2 separate regions of the Pan troglodytes genome follow, and region 1 is linked to region 2. A link is a contact called in public capture Hi-C data. All regions are on one chromosome and are shown on one strand. The core of a region is the stretch at or near the end of the contact, and the rest is flanking DNA. Distances in the headings are between cores, read along the strand shown.

The links. Capture Hi-C pulls out chosen DNA fragments and counts their contacts.
Region 1: a capture Hi-C map of stem cell-derived neural stem cells shows a contact between it and region 2, with 5 times the contacts expected there. The contact joins two enhancer-like sites. A contact is called at or near these places in 2 of 7 Hi-C or Micro-C datasets (induced pluripotent stem cells and stem cell-derived neural progenitor cells) and 1 of 1 other capture datasets (stem cell-derived neural stem cells).

What each region holds. Positions count from the first base shown.
Region 1 is chr12:106,108,017-106,110,936 of NHGRI_mPanTro3-v2.0_pri, reverse strand. No RefSeq gene overlaps it. Among named protein-coding and RNA genes, the nearest start is that of CYRIA, 110 kb to the left of the region's middle. Within about 2 kb of position 1,321, at least 7 of the 24 cell types and tissues checked have an H3K27ac peak or open chromatin away from gene starts, as enhancers often do. A contact at or near this core is called in stem cell-derived neural stem cells, where this site is marked.
Region 2 is chr12:105,216,664-105,219,619 of NHGRI_mPanTro3-v2.0_pri, reverse strand. The region is part of intron 5 of VSNL1 (visinin like 1); the gene reads left to right. Among named protein-coding and RNA genes, the nearest start is that of GEN1, 98 kb to the right of the region's middle. Within about 2 kb of position 1,584, at least 2 of the 24 cell types and tissues checked have an H3K27ac peak or open chromatin away from gene starts, as enhancers often do. A contact at or near this core is called in stem cell-derived neural stem cells, where this site is marked.

The sequences.
Region 1 (2,920 bases), core at 72-2,571, 890 kb before region 2:
ACACAGAAAGTCCCTGTGCTGCTCTTTCCCCTGTGCACAGAAGTCCAAGAAACTAAGAACTCAGAGGTAGGCAAGTTCAGGTTCCATATCCTCCAGGAGTTCTGTATCTGGTGAGAGGGAGAGAGACAGCCACACAGAGAAAGTCTATTTTCAGGCAGCTTGGAATATGTGTTGAGACAAAAATATGGATAACTTGCCAAGGGGGAACTTCATTCAGTACCTACAAGTTTCCATGGAATTTTTTGTTGTCTTATTTTTGCTTTTGCTATTAGAGAAAAACACTGGTTCCCAACTCCTCATGTGAAATTTTCCAGATTAGTAATTTTTACTTGGGATCAAGCTGAATGCAGAGTCTGCTTCAGTGGGTTGGGAATGGAACCTGGGACTCTGAATTTCTAATCACCTGTCATGTGATGCGGATGCTGTGGGTTCAGGGACCCCAATTTGAATAGGAAGAGGTGAGAGAAGTGAATGGCCCAAGGTCTGGCTCATGACTCATGAGCTAAGAATGTTTTTTTTGTGTGTGTGTGTGGTTGTTTTCAAACTATTTTTAAAGGGCTGTGGGGGAAAAGAAACAAGACTATGCAACACATGATATGTGGCCCACAAAACTTATAATATTTACTATCCGATCCTTTACAGAAAAAGTTTGCAGACCCCTGGGCTAAAGTAAAACTGTTGACCTCTTAATAAACTCCATTGGAAGAGCAAGTTCTTTTTAATGGTGAGTTTGGAAGAAAGCAAGGCATGCTCAACTCTACCCTTTCTCTGGGATTTCCTGCCTGCAGGGAGCACAGATTCTGGGAGCCTCTTGGTAAGAGTCTCTGTGGAGCCAGGGAGGGGCCTGCGGTCTCCAGTGTTACACTGATGGCATCAGTCTGTCTAGTGATGTATTCAGGAGTCCACATTTCAGTAGACTTAGGTCAAACTCTTCAAACCACCTTATCAATAAAAAGGTTTCTATCTGCTTGATTCTTATTTCTGTATCTTAGTGATTCAGAGATTGAGTTGGAAGGGGAGGACGAGTGCTCCTTTAGAGCCTCCCAAGCCCCAGTCTTTCCTGTTGCCTTCAGGCATTTGTTCTGTGTGTCTGTGTCCTTGTTGGACCCTAGGGCAAGGCTTGCATTCTGGGTCTGACTGACAGATACGTCTTCACGCGTGGCTGCAGACCCACCATCGCATGCTACCAAATAACTCCTGTGTCAGACCATGCCAGTGGCTGACTGTCATATCAGAGGGCTCATTGCCAGTCAGAGTTAGATCTCTGAGCTAGGAAGCTGATGTGCATCCTGGGCGCAGGCAGGCCTTCCCCGGTCTGCAGTCTTCCACATGCTATCTCTGTATGCTCCTCTGGGGAGCAGCCGTCAGCTGCTTTGCAACAGCGGGGCCAGAATCAAGGGAAAGTGGGCCTGATTTCACAAAAGCCGCAGCCATATATTTTTTACTCTTCGAGGTGTAACCATGGTAATGAGATCAGAAGAAGAAAAACCCTCAAATGCACATGGCAGTTTGGGGTACTGGAGAAGGGTTTAATTTTAGAACCAGAGCCTTGCTTCATGGAACAAAGAGCAGTGGAACGGGGCTTGCCACAGAGCTTCCACAGCTGCCTCTCCTTCCAGGACTGCACAGCCTGTCTGATAGCAGGCAATTTTTGTGTTCATCAGTTGTGGAATTTGTTTGGCTTGTGACATTCGTCTACTGCTGCAGCTATTGTGACAAGGGTGCGCCATTAGAAAGTCATTCTGTTGTGGCAATTTTCAGGAGTATCAACTGAGCAACAAAATAACCGAACTCACGAAAATGCAGCTGTTCTAATCATTCCATATTTAAACGAGGCAATTTATTTGCTTTCATAATTCTTACCACAAACTCTATAGGGGAGATACCAGGATTATCCCCATTTGACAGACGAGGAAATTGAAGTGCATAGGTTGTGCAAGATGCCCTATGCCCTGAGGTCCCAGGATGAGGAAATGATGTTGTCGGTATTTGATCCAAGCAATCTGGCTGAGAGCCTGTACTCTTAACCATTGCATGGCCATCACAATCCAGCATCAGTTATGCAAGCTGCGGGCAGGGCCACCTGGGGAAAACAGGATCCTTGGCAGGGATGTAGGAAGCTGCAACTTAAGAATTTTCAGTCATTGCCATTGTCCGTGCATCTGGAAGGGCTAATCTCTGCTCTCATAAAAGGCAAGGCTCTTGGTTATAATTTCCAAGTATGAATATATGTCCTCCCAAGGTTTCAGGGCTGGAGGAGAGGGAGCAAGAAGGGATCTTTAAACCCTGCCAGGGGTAGGGAGTGAGTGTAAAATCAGTGTCAAGTCTATAAAAACAAGTTTCCAGGATGTATAAACAGCTTCTAAATGTGCATACATGTTAATCCACTAATTCAATTTCTAAGATTCATCCGAAGGGAATACTAAAAGCATAAGAAGTTTTTTCTTTTTTCTCTTGAACAGTATACACATCACAGCTTTATAGCAGAAAATTTTCAAAAGAGCCTATGTAGTCAACTTTTGGGGATTGATCAAGTAAATAAGTAAATCTATTAAGTAGAATAAAAATAGCTAAAATATTATTTTTGAGAAATTTTAGTAACATAAAGAAATATTTGTGATATAATTCTGTGTGAAAAAATCAGGGAGCAAAATTAGGCCACATGCAGTGGCTCACTCCTGTAATCCCAGCAAGCACTTTGAGGATTGTGCCTTGAGCCCAGGAGTTTGAGATCAGTCCGGGCAACATAGCAAGACTCCATCTCTACAAAAAGTAAAAACTTAGACAGCCATGGTGGTGCACACCTGTGGTCCTAGCTACTTGGGAAACTGAGGCAGGAGGATTGCTTGAGCCCAGGAGTTTAAGATTACAGTGAGCATGATCGCACCATCACACTCCAGCCTGGGTGACAGAGTGAGAC
Region 2 (2,956 bases), core at 335-2,834:
CAGGAGGGTGTTAGAAAAGACTTCTAGGATCTGGACTTTGGGAGGGTGATTTGGGGAGGGTTCGGAGAAGCAGAGGTTTACTGTGGATTGGTTACTGTCAGGGAGTGGGGACACTTCTATGATTAGATACCTAGGAGGAGGGCACACAGACCGATGCAATGCTCTAACAGGTGAAGAAGCAGTGGTCACTCACCATAGCAGGAAGCAGGGATGCTTGGTGTTTTGTGTCTGTGTTCAGACTTAATGACAGAGTGGTCTTGTTTTTGCCTTGCTCCATCATGGTCACTGGCATTTTGTGACATTGGTTATGTTTGGTGTGAGACCTGACTGTGAGGGCTGGGCCATCTCCCGGCAGCACCAAGGCCCGGTGGGCAGTCTGGGCCATTTCCTGGCTGTCAGCGGCTGCTTTTCTTTCTCTTAGTTCTTCCACGTTTCCCCCCATCAGTTCTAGCTCTTCCTTTCTTCTATTCAGAGCTTTTATGGATTGATTTCTCACCTGATTATGGGTCACATTTTCCTGCTTCGTGACACGTGTAATAATTTTTATTGGTTCCTGGACATTATGAATGTTGCATTAGAGTATATTTTGTTGTCTTCATTTATAGAGTGCTGAGATTAGTTTTGACAGGCAGGTAAGTTATATGTAAATTAGTGTGATCTTTTCGAGGCAGTTTTATAATTTTAAGCTTTTAGAGCAGATGGAGAGTAGGTTTTCTGTAGTAAGTTAGCCCAGTGACCAATTTGTGACCATTTTGGGGTTCTTACTGATTTTCTCATACATTTAGTGAGGTTTCTCTACTCTGGCTGGTGGGAACCAGCCCCGTGTGTGGTGATACTTATTCAGGTATTTAAGTGAAAGAAGACATATCAGAGTATAACTAGACAGAGAATATAAATAGAAAAGAGGTTTCCAGAGGACTGAGGTCCTGGGGCAACCTGATGTTTAGAGGTGAGGAACATGAGGCACAATCAGTAAAGGAGATGGAGAAAGAATTGTCAGAAAGGTCAAAGTAAAAAAGGAAAAGTGAGAAGTCCTGGAAGGGAAACACACTGTTTTGTGGGGAAGGAATGGAACGTGCAATCATGTCAAATGCTATTGATAGAAGAAGTAAAAGGAGAAAACTAATCATTGACAATTGGAATTGGAAACCTGGAGGCCATAGGTGAACCAGCTGAGAATAGTTTCAGAGGAGTTGGTGGCAAAATCCTAAATAGAGCAGCCCAGGATAATGGGAGTGGAAGAAGTAAAGACAGTGACTATAGAAAACTCTTGCCAGAAGCTTTGCTTTAAAAAGAAGAAGAATGGACAATAGGCTTCCTGAATGCCAAGGTATTTAGCAAGCTCTTTGCATTAAGAACTAGAATGCTCTGCAAGCCTGTGTGAGCACCAAGAGTTGTTCAGCTTATTGTTCAGACACTTCTTTGTGAACTTTTATCCTCTGTGTGCAGCCTAGTTTCCAGATAAACATTGAGGAGTCCTCCTAGGCAGATTTCTGAGGCTTTCTTTCTGCCTGGCTCCCTCTCTGGTCCTCTGCCCCGAAATTTCTGGCTGTCTTCACCTTCCTCCTCCAATTGTGGTCTCCTCCAGGCGGTGATTCAGCCCTGCTTGGGACCCTTCTCCTTGTGCTGCGGTCCAGGAAGGACTCTGGACTGAGATCATAGGGTTCATCTACTTTGTTTCCCACCTCTTAGGAATTACAGTCTTGCACTGTCAGTTGTAAAGTCTGAAAATAGCTATTTCTTTTATTTTTATCCAGTTTTCTAGTTTACAGTGAAAGGCAAGTCAGTACAGGTCCATCAGGGCTGGGGACCACAGGGGCAGTTTCACACCGAGTTCCGAGTCTGGCATGCCCGGCCTTTGTGATATGTAAGAGTCTGCATCTGAAATGGCCCTTCTTGGTTGTCGTGTTCACAGTCCCAATTGCAGGGCTGTATCATGGATATGATTAATGAGATCCTGCCATTTTCAGAGTTGCTTCCTGAGGTCCAGGAGGGACTTCTTGTGTTTACATTTCTTATTACCCTGACTTTATTAATAGTGCACTTGTTTTGCTGCCTTCATACCCACTGCCTCATGTAAGGGCTTTTGATTTCACCTTTTAAAGGCCAGGGTGAGAGTGGCAGCTTACAAGTGTACGGGCCATTTGTCTCTTTTTAAATTCCAGACAGTACACATTCCCTGCTTTTCCCTTGTGCACCACTCTGGCTACTAGACTAATCAGGACCTTGTCTACCAATTATCCACAAAATGAAATTTCGGAAAGTCTGCCTCTTTTAAAGACAACTTTCTTAAAGTATTCCATGATACATCAATACCATCTAGCTACAAAAGTAAATACGCACAAAATATTTTATCTCAGTGGACATTTTAACTTGTTAAATAAAGCACTTTCTAGTTAGTGGTTTGCTCTGATGGGCATTTCTAAAAACAACTTTATGAGTTATAATTTACAGACCATAAATTCACCCATGTTAAGTGTACAACTTAAATGATTTTTAGTAAGTGTACAGAGATATGCAACCATCACCATAATGTAAATTTAAAACATTTTTATTCCCCCAGTTAGATCCCTCATGCCCAAAGGCCCGCTCCCACCCCAGGCTCAGGCAACCAACACATCACTGTGTCTCCATGGATTTGGGTGCCTTTCTGGGCATTTGACACAAATGGAATCACATAACATGTGGCCTTACGTGTCTGGCTTCTTTATATTTTTGAGATTTATCCATGTTGTAGCATATTCATTCTCTTTTGTTGCTAAAATAGTATATATTTTTTTTACCATATAGCTATATCCTATTTGTTTACAGTTGATGAGCACTTGTGTCATTTCCACATTTTGGCTATTAATAATACTGCTATGAATGTTCTCATGCAAGTCTTTGTATAGATGGGCATTTATTTTTAAAGCACTTTGCTAAGAAAGGAAATAATTTATACTTTGGAAATTTCATA